Regions from separate parts of the Hordeum vulgare genome. Here region 1 is linked to region 2. A link is a contact called in public Hi-C data. All regions are on one chromosome and are shown on one strand. Each heading gives the region's core, a stretch centred on a gene start, on an enhancer-like site or on the middle of the called end of the contact. The rest is flanking DNA. Distances are from core to core; before and after follow the strand shown.

Region 1 (6,262 bases), core at 3,659-6,158, 280 kb before region 2:
AGTTTGGTGGCGATACAGAAGGATTCTCATATTTAGCCGGCAAATTGCGCTGTAGAGAGGCACTTGTTGAAGAGGAGGATCCTTCCGCATGTCCAGACACAAAGACATATTCCTGATCTACAAACTCTAATGAATCAATGATAGGGGAATCTACATTACAAAGCAAAAAATAATGAATTCAGTAAGAACTATTCACAATGATAATGAAGGAATGTGTGATAAGACTTCGATACCTTCTGGATAAACACCTTTAGCCCCATGTCCTTCACCAATCTTGCTTTCTTTGGTCCTTTGACCAGGATGGTCCAGACGCTGACTGCTAGGTGCATAATTATTGCCCATAATGTATCTGGAGAACAGACCTGTATGCTTCGACGGACTCTGGCCTGAAGTTTTATCCAACTTTTTACTAGTAGCAAACCCATAAGATTTCAGTGGGGCATTACTCTCAGGAGCAGGACTCTCCTCCTGTCCAGTTGACAGATCTAAAGGAAAAGGCATACAATCTTCTTGAGAACTTTGGCTCGAAAGCCTCATTGGACTGCTTTTCGTCAAGGGAAGGCCATCTCTTGTGTCTGACGGTGTCCGACTGCCAATGCGCTACATAATATCAAACACATTGCATGATGTGGTATGAAGAGCAAAAGTAGCAGATGTTACCTCAAGATTGTCTCTGGAGCATGTTCAAAGAGAAATGGATGATTCACAAACTCTTCAACTGTAAGGCGTTCCACTGCATCAATGACACAGATTAGAATAGTACCATTAATACTCCTTAATATATATGGTAACATTGTGATGACTTTAAAACTTAAAATTGCACAGGCAAAAAATAATTGTGGATTAATAAACAATTATCTTCCTCTGGTACAGCCTAATTCACAACTCACATGTTATAATACTCCTTAATATATATCGTAACATTGTGATGACTTTAAAACTTAAAATTGCACAGGCAAAAAATAATTGTGGATTAATAAACAATTATCTTCCTCTGGTACAGCCTAATTCACAACTCATATGTTATAATACTCCCTCCGTCCCAAAATAAGTGACACTTATTTTGGGACGGAGGGAGTAGTTTTCATCTAGCAATGATTAATACTCTGATACAATTTATTAATTTTGCATGGTAACTGTTAAGGCCTAATGAGTCAGTAAATCCAGGAAGGATGCAAATGAAGTCAAAGAGAAGAAAAAAGGACCAATTACAATGCCACCCAAATTTACTTTTGAATGGTACCATTCATTTTCGACCAGATGTCTGTTAGATCACAGTAATACTTCTGAATACTTCACCCCACCAAGTAGCAATACTTATGCCGGAAAAGGAAACAAGTAGCAGTAGAAGAAATAATGACGTGAGGAAGTGCCTACTGCCTGGCATAAATTGTTTGTATACAAGTAAAGACAATGATTTGTACCTGAACTGATTCGCAGTAACTTTCTGCACAAGTCAATGCAATCATGGCTCAACTCACAATCAGATGGAAATCGTAACTGACCTGACTTCAGTATGTTTTTCATCAACTGATGAAGTAACAATAGTTTCCATTAGCACTTGTAGGCACATACTATTCCAACAATGTTGAAGTAATCATATCATGTTAAAAATGACATAAACCTGGATTTGACTATCCCCGTTAAAAGGTGGAGACCCAGTAACAAGTTGATACAAGATAATACCAACGCTCCAAAGATCTGCCTGTTCTGTCAGAAATTGAGCAAGAAACACAAAGTCAAGAACAGGTAACAGTCTATCACAAAGCCCCACATAGAAACAGAAGAAGAAAAAGCTCCGACCTTTGCATCATACTTCTGAGCTTGCATGACTTCTGGAGCCATGTAAAGGGGTGAACCACAGAGTGTTTCAGCTAGACCAGAAGGTTGCAAAAATCTGCTCACACACACAAATACAAAATGGGTGAAACTAAAACAGATAAAGTATCATACGCCTGACATACTGAAGTTATCTGATAGTTGACAGCTCATTCGCCGATTATTAAACCCACTTGATCAGCAGCATGTAGCGAAAGCCGATATGCGAGTTCATGGACGCATGTAGTAATTTTCAAATGTTGCAAAAACTATCTCAAAATGAAGCAGATGTAACTTTAAAGGTTGCCGGTCTGTTTTTCTTTTTGTCAAGATTATTGCAGACAAACTTTGTATATTGCAGCGGTTTTCTCAGAAAATGTGGGATATTTTTTCTCCAGCAATGGCACAATATCGATTCAGATTATAGGCGTTACTGCATAAATGTTTGAACCTGATACTGCACATTTTTGCTAAACTAGGTAAATGGATCTACCAATGGAAGACGCAAGTCCATTAAGCGTTAGGAAAGGAGTGGACTGGACAGTGTGCTACTCCCTCCGTCCGGAATTACTTGTCGCTCAAATGGATGTATCTAGATACATCCATTTGAGCGACAAGTAATTCCAGACGGAGGGAGTATTTTGCAATTGAAACTGAACACTGACCTATTAGTGCAGGATACACATCAGTTAAGAAAGGAGCAGACCCGTTTGGCCATGGCATGGTGTCTATTCCAATATTCCGGTCCACATCAGTTGACATAGCGCTAGTCGCTCGGGAAAAGAAAATCAAATAACAGTGAAAAACAAGCAGAAGCTGGTGGATCCCACAAAGAAATGCAGCGGCAAGAAATGAAGGTTGCCGTATGTCATTCTGATGATATGTAGCATGCTAAGAGCATCACTAGTAGTACCCTCAAACCCTCAAATCCTTAAAAAATAATTGCTTTTTTACAGTTTGCGAGCAAAAAAACGCGTAGACTAGAACCCCTTAACCCTCAAACCCTCAAAAAAATTTGAGGATCCAACCCTCAAACTCCCTCCCAACCTGTAGAAGTGAGGGTTGGGGAGCGAAAACTACCCCAGCCCTCAAACCGTTCCATCGTCGCGCGGGAGGGACTTTTCCCCGTCCCCAACCGCCGCCGCCATTCCGGCCACCCGCCCGCCGCCATTCCGACCGAGCCGCGCGACCGCCCCCGCCGCCCCAAGCCGCCGCCGCGCCCCGCCCCCTCGACCTCCCCCAGCCGCCGCCCCCGCACCAGGCCGCCTGCCGCGCCCCGCCCCCCATCCGCCCGCCGCCTCCCGCAGCCAGAGGCAGGCCGGCCCCAGGCCTCCTCGAGCTCTCCTCGCCGCCGCGCTAGAGGCGAGACGGGCCAGAGGCAGCCGCGCCGCCCCGAGCTCTCCTGTTTTTGCCCCTGTTTTTGTTATAAGGGTTGGGTTTGAGGGTTCTAGTCTTTGCCCCTGTTTTTCAACCCTTAAAAGTGCCAAAAAATGCAAATTCTCAACCCTTAAAACTTGTTTGAGGGTTTGAGGGTACTACTAGTGATGCTCTAACACTATGTTACATGACATCCACTAGAACAAAGATTAAAAGCAGGGATTTGTGATTCAGTTCACTAAATCAAGGTCATGTGAGGAAAGTAGCAACTAATGTTCTATCTCCAAAAATGAATGAAACAGAACAGGAGTAACTCACTTTGCAAACCCGAAGTCAGCAATCTTTAAGATGGAAGTTCCATTATTTGAAACAAGAAGAATGTTCTGTTTGGACAAGCATAAAAAATCATAATTCAATGGTTTGATAAAATTATCAAGCAACTATATTGAGAGATAGCATTTCTTTTGTGAGACTCTTGATCAGGAAATACACAGAGAAATGTAAACCAACAGTTGACAGCGATAACTGACCTGTGGTTTAAGATCCCGATGAACCACATTACTTTCACGAAGTTTCTGCAGACCACATGCTGCAGAAACAAAAGATTTATGAACAAGGCACATGACATGAATCAAGCATGGGAAGGAACGGTAGATGGCGGAAGATACTTGCCTAGCTGCCGAATGAAATGCTTAGCAACAGTTTCAGGAACCCTTTTATGCCGTAGAAGATATGCGTACAAGTCACCACCTCGACAATACTCCAATATGAGATATATCCTCCCACCATCCTAAAAGACATACACACGACATATATCACTTCATTGTCAATAAGGAAAAACAGTTATTCTTCTGGAATCTACTACTGAGGATAAAAATTAAATTTTGCTCAATTCTTCAATTTTTTCCCTGAATCTATGTGGATAGGACTAGGAGGAGGGTGGAGACATCAAGTTCCAACGTATCCTTTGCTTGGGTTGTCTACCAAGCGAGCATTCCAAACCAAATCGAACTAGAGATCGCCATCAGCGGGTCCCAATTCTAGCATATATCAGGCTAATAATGCACAGCAGACATCGGCATAAACAAGTAAACAAAAGTAACAGATCGAAAGCAATTGCGCAAGAGAGAGAGAGAGAGAGAGAGAGGTACCCTACCCTAATGGAGTCGTGGAGCGCGATGATGTTGGGGTGCGTGATGCGGCGAAGGATGTCGACCTCGGAGAGGAGGCTGTCGCGGAGCTTGGCGCTGAGGCGGTCCATGGCGATCTCCTTGACGGCCACCTCGGTGCCCCGCGCGACGTGCTTCCCGAGCCAGACCTGCGAGTAGGCTCCCGACCCGATCGGGCGCAGCAGCACGTACTCCCCCACCCGCCGCCCGCCCCCGCCCCCGCCGCCGCGGTCCTCCATCCCCCGCCTGCTCGGGGGCTCTAGGGCGCCGTCGCGATTTACCCGCCCGGCGCTGGGGGAGGAGAGGAGGGACTCGAGATTCCGGCGCTGGGGGAGAAGGGAAGCAACCGTGTAGGCGTTGGTGTTGCTGCGGAACAACAACGTGAAGACGGAGCAGAGAAGAGGAAAAAGAAAATGAGAAGGACTTGTTCACTCGGCGGCGTGCGTGGTTTCGATGGTTATCCCTATCCGCTGCCCTCGCCAGATTCCCCAGTCTTTTGCAAGATTCTCCCTCCCTCCCCTCTCCCTCTCCCTGCTGCCGGAATATCATATATCCGCTTCTGCGTCATCAATCATGTATTCATGCTGCTATACTATTTTGTTTATTTTCTCTATATATAAAAAAAGTAAACCCTCTATTTCGAATTATTAGATGTTTTATTACTGTATAAAAATATAATCAGATGTGTGTAGACGCGTTTTAGTGCGTGTGTTTGTCTTGACTATGAATTTGGTCGGAATCGTCGTGTGAGGTGGACGGAGATATGTGTATAGGACGGATGATGCGTCGAGCGGGGGTCAATTGCTACCAGAAGGAAACACGACGCCTCACGTCATCGCTTGCTGGTTGGTGCTCGCTCCCGCTGCTGCTGCTCGGCAGTCGGCACGTAGGCCACCCGACCAAAAGCACACTCCAGGTTTTAACAAGTGGCACACAAGAACGAAGCAATATGCCAATATATACATACAAGACTTTTTCAGATGGGCGAAGAGCGGCAGCACATGGAATTGTTGCGGAACACAAGCGGGCTTTACACGGCAGTACTTGTCACGCATGTTACAGAGCATACATGCCACATGAGGAAGTGACTTCAACTTTGCAAATTTACAGGAGCACTCCTCACCTGCTGTTAGACTTCACAATCGCCAGACACGGATATGATGCATTAGAGGAACCTGATGGACGCCACCAAGGAAAACTGCAGTTTCATCACACCGGAAAAGCAAAGCAAGGGCCTGTCAAAAGTCAAACGGCAATCCTTTTCAGAGCACAGATGTCTCCGTTTCAGAGTTAGTTCCCTGAGCCCCCCAACTGAACTGCAATTAGTTGTAAACTCGTATGATCGACGGCAACGGCATGGAGGTGGAAAGGCTATAGCCCCTGGGGTCTCCACCCGAGCTCCTTGCACTGCTGTTCATCGGGCTGCAGGCTGTTCGGTATCGCGCCAAACACGCAGCGGGCGGCTTCAAACCCGGAGATGGTGTTGTGAAAGAATGCCGACGCCTCTTCCATGTTCTTCTTCAGCTCATCCGGGTTGATGTACATGAAACGCTGCGACGAGGAAGGGTGCTGCTTGGCGGGCGTGGCTGGTGCGATATCCGCAACCCTGACAAACCTCTCTGTCGCCGCCTCCCAGGAAAGCTCATGCCTCAGTTCCTCTGTCAGTGGGATCGGCTCTTCTGTCAGTGCTTTCATGGTTAGCCTCACAAACTCTTTCTCCATGCTGTACATGTGGCAGTTGGGAAATCTTTTGAAAAACTCGTTCGAAGGATGGTTTGCGCAGATCACAATCTTCCCCATCGCCAAGGCTTCTGCAGTTGTGGTGCACACTACATCTGTTGTGCTTGGGTTTATGAAAACCTTGTAGCTGAAACAAACAATAGAATATAACTCAGCTG
Region 2 (6,341 bases), core at 283-2,782:
TAATAATATTATTCATCCTGAATAACTGAAGCATGTTGAATAAGAAATAAATTATGGAGTATTTGTGCTGACCTGGTGCAGGATCATGGGCTTGTTGGCGAAATCGACGAGCGGTTTGGGCACGCTGAGCGTCAGCGGCCGCAGGCGGGTGCCGAATCCTCCCACAAGAATGAGGGCCTTCATGGTCGCAGTCCTCCTAACTCAACCTCCGCACTCTGTGAAACTGCAACAAGCAACAGAAGAAGAAACGAATGAGATGATCTGATCCAGACTCTGTGGTCACGGAGGATCGGAGTATGTAGATGCCATGTGTCCCAAGACAGCGACCATATTTGCATCGGCAAAAGCAGCGGGAATTTGCACGGTCAATTCAAGGAGCAAGAAAATAGTACATACATACGAGAACATAGGAAAGGAAAAAAAAGGCATCATTGATTTGAAAGGATTGAGATAGAAGGACGACCTGATCTACTAAAGCTGGGGACAATCTGCGGCCTCGTTCGGGAGACGGGATTTTTCTCAGATTTAAGGAAGCAGGGGATGGTCCTTTATGCGGTAGTGGGTGAGGAGGAAGACGGCGAAAATGCAGGTCGAAGAAATAGATGAGATGCCGGCGAAGGTGGCATGGAGGGGCCGCTCCACTTTAAGCCAAATCCGTCCATCCATCCGTCAATCTTACCAACCTACGTGCTGTTGAAAAATGTAGTGTGCCGGACGCATGAATTGCTGTCGTGTTGCTTCCACCGGAAAACCAACCCAAATACCGCTAGATCTCCAGCCAACAGCCCGGCACAAAACACAAAAAGAACCGAGCTTTATTCTGTTGATCCTCCTTGGCTCCTTCTCCGTGACGCCTCTATTTTTGGTTCCGGAGCCAAAATGATTTACAGACTGGATCCATGATGAAGATGGAGATGAGACGAGCAAAGACGACGAAACGAAAGTGGTGGCCTCGCAACCGTCGAGCTCCAGCACCCACCGAACCAACCCCGCACGTAAGATAACAAACAGAGGGGGAGACGAGAAGTGCTGATGAACAGCGCGGGGTTTGCTGGGTGCAGATCTGGCCTCCTGCCGCGTCGAGGAACCAGACCGCCGCCTCTCTCGCTACCATGATGTCATGGCCAGGCCGAGGGAGGAGCAGCTCTAATGGCGTAGGTGGATAGATAGAACATTCAAACGCGTAGCGGCCAAGAACAGAGCAAGGGACGAGATCGATCAGCGTGGCGCTGCGCGCGCACGTACGTACCTCGACAAGAGGGCGGCCGGCCGAGCAGAAGACAGCGGTGCGCCCGAGTCGTCCTCCTCCGGGGCCTCGTCAACGGCGGGCGCCGAGGAGGAGGAGAATTGGGGCGGTGGGAATTGAGGATGGAGGGAGGGACAGGTCAGAGAGGGGGGAAGGGAAAACCGTCGGCTGGGTCGCGGGATCGCTGATAGCCAACGACGCGGCGCTGGTTTTATACTGGTGGCTTCCTCGCTGCCTCCGGCTGCTGCGTGGGATTGACGGTTTGACACTGCCTGGCTTCCGCCCTAATGAACCCCGGTAACCTTTTTCCCCTCTTCGGATTCATCATCTGCTTCCTCTGTTCGTTTCTTTTGGCAATGATGATTTGCTGTCCACCCGCCGACGCGCGATCCAGCAGCGGGGCCGGCCGGCCGCCAGCTTATCCGCGGCGCGTGAATGGCCTGTGGGCGCGAGCGTTATTACCTTCCTGTTTTACAGGGCAAAGTTTTCTGTTAGTACTACAGTTATTCCCTCTGTTCCATCTCGTACAGTTAGTTGCTCTAAGATGACCCTTTCCAATGGATATGTACGATGATAAGATATGGATATAGATGTCCCGTGACAAAGGTAGCTTGAGCCATCTATATTGACTTTTTTTTCTCCAATACAATCTATCATCAAGATGCCTCATTAAAAAAATAAAAAATAAAAACTCTAATGCACATGCATCTCTACTTTTTACTCTAAACTTTTCAGCTTTTTACATCCGATAACACATTTTCTCTTCAAGCACCCGCCTCCTCGAAAGGATTCCGCTTCCTTATCCGAACATATTTTTCCTGACATCCGATCCTACATATCATGCGGGGCGTCACCTTGAGGCTATGCATTGTACATGTCCTAAGGCAACTCCAACGCGGATAGCCGTCCTATCCAATGTCATCTTAGAAAATCTAACAACGCCGTATAACTCGCAAAACTATAAAATAACCATCGGTTTACAGTTTTAGATGGAAAACGATTCAAATAAAACCCGTAGACGACTTTGACCTGTAAATTTTTTAAGGGAGACAGTAAAAAGCTTTTCCCTATTTGCAAAAACATAATTTTTACGTCCGTTTTTACTATGTCCTGTATAGAGAGAAAGCAGTTGACGGAAGCCTAAATGGCACGAAAACTTCCGCGTTCGTCGTCCACGTCTGTTGTGCACCGTCCTGCTCGTCCCCGGATGCCAGCCGCTCGCCCGGCCGCTGCGCTCGCCCGCGTCCACTCGAATCGATTCAGCTAGCTAGATAGATCCTTCGTCCGCTCGAATCGATTAAGCGAGCTATCTAGCTAGCTCGTGGATGGATTCAGCTAGCTACACCTACGGTGACCACTGCTTCGTGTTTGGCCGTTTTGATTGATTCTAGACGGAAACTCAAGCACCTACGATGAAGAAGGAGCTCCTGGCGATCCGGCCACACACGAGCTAGTTTTGTGCGTTGTCTTGAACGCCGATGGTTTCGTATTTGACTGTTTCGTGCGCTGTTCATGGACATGGTCGAGAGAAAGAAAAAGACGTGGAAAAGAATATAAAGTGAATGCTTGATTTTATAGTTTAACTTTAAGGGTTCTGTTCGGCCACAGCTCAAACCGATCCTTAAAACACGTTCTCCGCGAACTGAAAACGCATTGTTTAGTGGGTCTGCTAAGAAATTTGTGTGAACTCATCTAGATACGTTTTTAATTGATGCGGATACCTTAACTGAAGACACTGATTGTATGCAAAACTTACGGAATTTGTGCGCATGGATAATGGATATTCGTACCCGTAAAATATATGGAGAGAGCATGGATATGAAATTGCGTCCATGGATATCCCAATCGATACCCAAAAAATGAATAAATGAAAACAGCTCCAATAACATGTGAGGTCAACATCCAACTCCAATGAGCCAACCCTAAACATCTTATTCCCTACACGAACATGGTTCATAAGCATGCAAACACTAGTCGCTCTCCTCTTAGATCCTATGTTACTCCTCAAAACGATGAAACATTGACCCATTGCCGCAAGTCTCTTGTCCAAATTTCGATCCAGCAATCCTGAGTTCCCACGGCCGCCTCCCATTGTGTTAGGCTTCCACAATCATTGCTCGTACTCCCTTGCCACCTCCAAGAGGCCACACATCAGAGGAGGTCGTGTCAGTGTTAGATTGCTTGCCCATCATCACTTGAATTTTAGACTTATTTCTTTACTTTTTCAAACGTAAGTGTTATATGTCGTACGCATTGGGTGTAGGTCTGTATGATACCAATCGTATTGGCATGGGTGTCAATTCGTGCATACGGGTATTAAAAGTGAGTGGGTATAGAAAGTTTTTGTGGGTATGAGTTTTGGAAAATGTCTGTTGTACCCACCCATACCCTACGCATTATCATCCACAAGTTTGTCGATGTCTAGACCTTCGCCATGTAGACCTTCGACACGCTCGGACTCGGTCCACCCAAAAACCAAATCCCAAGCTTTTTTCAACTTGGTTCCTTCCCATGTGTTATGTATTCACATTTATCAATAACCGACACCCCTAATGTACCACCTCGTCAGCCGCTCAGGCATTGCTGGACCTCTGCAGCTCCACCCATGCACCTTCTCGCCTTGTACTCCATTGTTGTTCCATCCTGGATCATGGCATTCCATCCTTGATCCCGCTGAAACCAAGGTATCATATGCGTCCCTACCAATGTCCTCCATGCCAGACGTTATGCCCGACAAATGTTCGGTCAAATGGCATTGCCAACTTTTTTTACGTTCTCGAGCAACATGATGGATTCAGACTAGTACTTCTACTACGATTTCATGGAGTTGTCTTCGTCAGATGTGGATGAGTAATATGATAATGAAACAATGATGATGAGTGGTTCTTGCAGATGCGGTGCGTGCGAAGGAGCATGTTCTCAGCTACAAGGGTCCAACAAAGGGACATCAAGTGTTGAATCGAAATATGGCAAGGGAGCATATGATGTTGCTCGACTACTACTTTGCCTGATGGGCTATTCGAGCCCTAGTTCTGTCATTGTTTTTTGCATGTGGAGACAAGTGTTCGGACACATCTACCATGGTGTTCGAGTCTATGGTGATTACTTCATCCTAGAAAAGGATGCCATTGGACCAATTGGGTTCTCTGGTTACCAGAAGTGTAGTGTTACAATGAGGATGCTTGCCTATGGCATGACCATATATTCGTGGGATGAACACCGCCAAATTTTTGAAAGCACATGATTCGAAGCGATGGTCAACATTGCTACTGTGGTGATGAAAGTGTTTGTGCGAAGTACTTGAGAGAACCGACTCCCACCGACACAACAATGCTCATGGAAATTGGAGAAGCAAAAGGGTTTTCGGGTATGCAAAGATTCCTGGGTTGCATGCACTGAAAATGGAAGAAGTGGCCATATGCTCAACAATGGTAATCAAAGGTCAATGCAAAAGGGCCACCATCATTCTTGAAGTTGTTGCATCATATGACCACTTTTTGGCATGTCTGTCTTTCACAGTGACGTCAACGGGTTGTATCGGTCTCTATTGTTTGCAAGGTTGTGTGTGAGCGAAGCTCGTGAGTGCAACTATACCATCATTGGTATTGACTACAACATGGGGTACTATCTTTGTGACGGTATATATCCTCCATGAGCGGATTCAATCAAGACCATATATGAACTAAGGGGTGACAAAAGGTATCACTTTGCAAAAAGACAAGAATCTGCTAGAAAGGTTGTTGATAGGGCATTTGGAGTGCTCCAAGCCTGTTTTGCAGTTGTTCACGGATGTGCTAAACTATAAAATCTCAGTACATTGTGGGAGGTGTTCACAACTTGTGTGATCATGCAAACCATTATTGTGGCGGATGAGGGTGATGGAGATTGTCATGGTCTGAATTTTCAAAATGTGGGTTATCCTATCCAGCTTATGAAGCAGAATCTGGCAACAATTGAGGACAGTGTTCAAATGCATTATCAAATTAAACATCGTGGAACTCATGAGTAACTATAGAATAATCTGGTTGAACATCTTTGGATGTTTCATATGGACAACTAGAACATGTGTCCGACTAGATGAATTAAAACACCAACTATTTATTTCAAAACATTATGTTTGGACCATAATATGTTTATTTGAATTATTTTGCATTGAAATATTTATCTTTCAATTGCTTAAGAATTGCGCTATTTATATTTTATTATTTTGATTAGTCCGGGAATAGAAAAAGAAGGGAGTGGACATTTGGTGACTCTAATTAGATGGCATCCACCCATATTCCTATTTGCGGACACGTCCGCGGACGTTTGGCAATTTTCGTTTAGGTGATCCGTGTTGGAGTTACCCCAACCCTTCTATAGGTGTCCTTGCGGCTATTTGTTGACATATTTGAACTTAAACCCGTACGAGATGTCACATTTCAAACCCAAATACAGTGCGACATAGGGCATCTACCGTCACATGGCCCAAAACTATGTTGAAATCCCCTTTCTTACTCTCCCTCCCCATTCACTCTCTTTCGTTTCGCCTCACCTCCCTCCCTCATCGACCAAAACTGTAATCCATCTCTCACACCACTATCAATAATGATGGCACCTCTCTGCACCCGCTAGTAGATGATCTAGGCCTCCTGCACCGCCTGGTTGCTCCCCCTCATCAAGAGAATCTCACTGATGGCGATGGTTGCACCTCCGAGCTCCAACATAGACAACTCTTCCTATCACCGCAGAGCTCTATCGAAGTCGGGCCCTCCCTCGGGCCATGGTCCTATTCCTGTCTACGTAGCCGAGAAGGAGTCATGGAAGATGCAATGGTTGTATAGTTCATTGTCGCCATCGAGCTCGAGATTGCACCCTCTTTCATTCCCGACAACTGGTTTCCCTATCACTTTCATAGATGCCGAGGCAACGACAATGGTTCTACATGACATTGTCGCCTCCGAGCTTGAGTCCAATACGATGCCCACCATGTAGTATGCAAAGGATGTGGAAATGTCCATGACTATCGCAACATTCCTCGCTAATGCTAACATTGTGTTGCCCTCGGCGGACCCTGATGAGGACTAGGCTGGCAAGGATGAGTCCATTGTTAACG

What was found. Hi-C and Micro-C count contacts between places; a contact is called where the count stands out from the background.
Region 1: a contact with region 2 is called in a Hi-C map of leaf, with 6 times the contacts expected there. The contact joins the promoter of LOC123449047 here to the promoter of LOC123449043 in region 2. A contact is called at or near these places in 5 of 6 Hi-C or Micro-C datasets (leaf, seedling and an unstated tissue) and 1 of 1 datasets of contacts at active chromatin or transcription factors (embryo).

The regions. Positions count from the first base shown.
Region 1 is chr4H:482,249,700-482,255,961 of MorexV3_pseudomolecules_assembly, reverse strand. LOC123449047 (serine/threonine-protein kinase ATG1c-like) reads right to left here and starts at 4,908. Exons shown (of 13, transcript XM_045126117.1): 1 at 4,352-4,908; 2 at 3,868-3,985; 3 at 3,726-3,784; 4 at 3,514-3,578; 5 at 1,804-1,897; 6 at 1,625-1,705; 7 at 1,425-1,530; 8 at 661-733; 9 at 234-589; 10 at 1-117. The coding sequence starts at 4,603. LOC123449044 (digalactosyldiacylglycerol synthase 2, chloroplastic-like) reads right to left here. Exons shown (of 5, transcript XM_045126114.1): 5 at 5,306-6,231. The coding sequence ends at 5,736.
Region 2 is chr4H:481,966,413-481,972,753 of MorexV3_pseudomolecules_assembly, reverse strand. It overlaps LOC123449043 (probable mannose-1-phosphate guanylyltransferase 1), which reads right to left and starts at 1,532. Exons shown (of 5, transcript XM_045126112.1): 1 at 1,250-1,532; 2 at 73-223. The coding sequence starts at 183.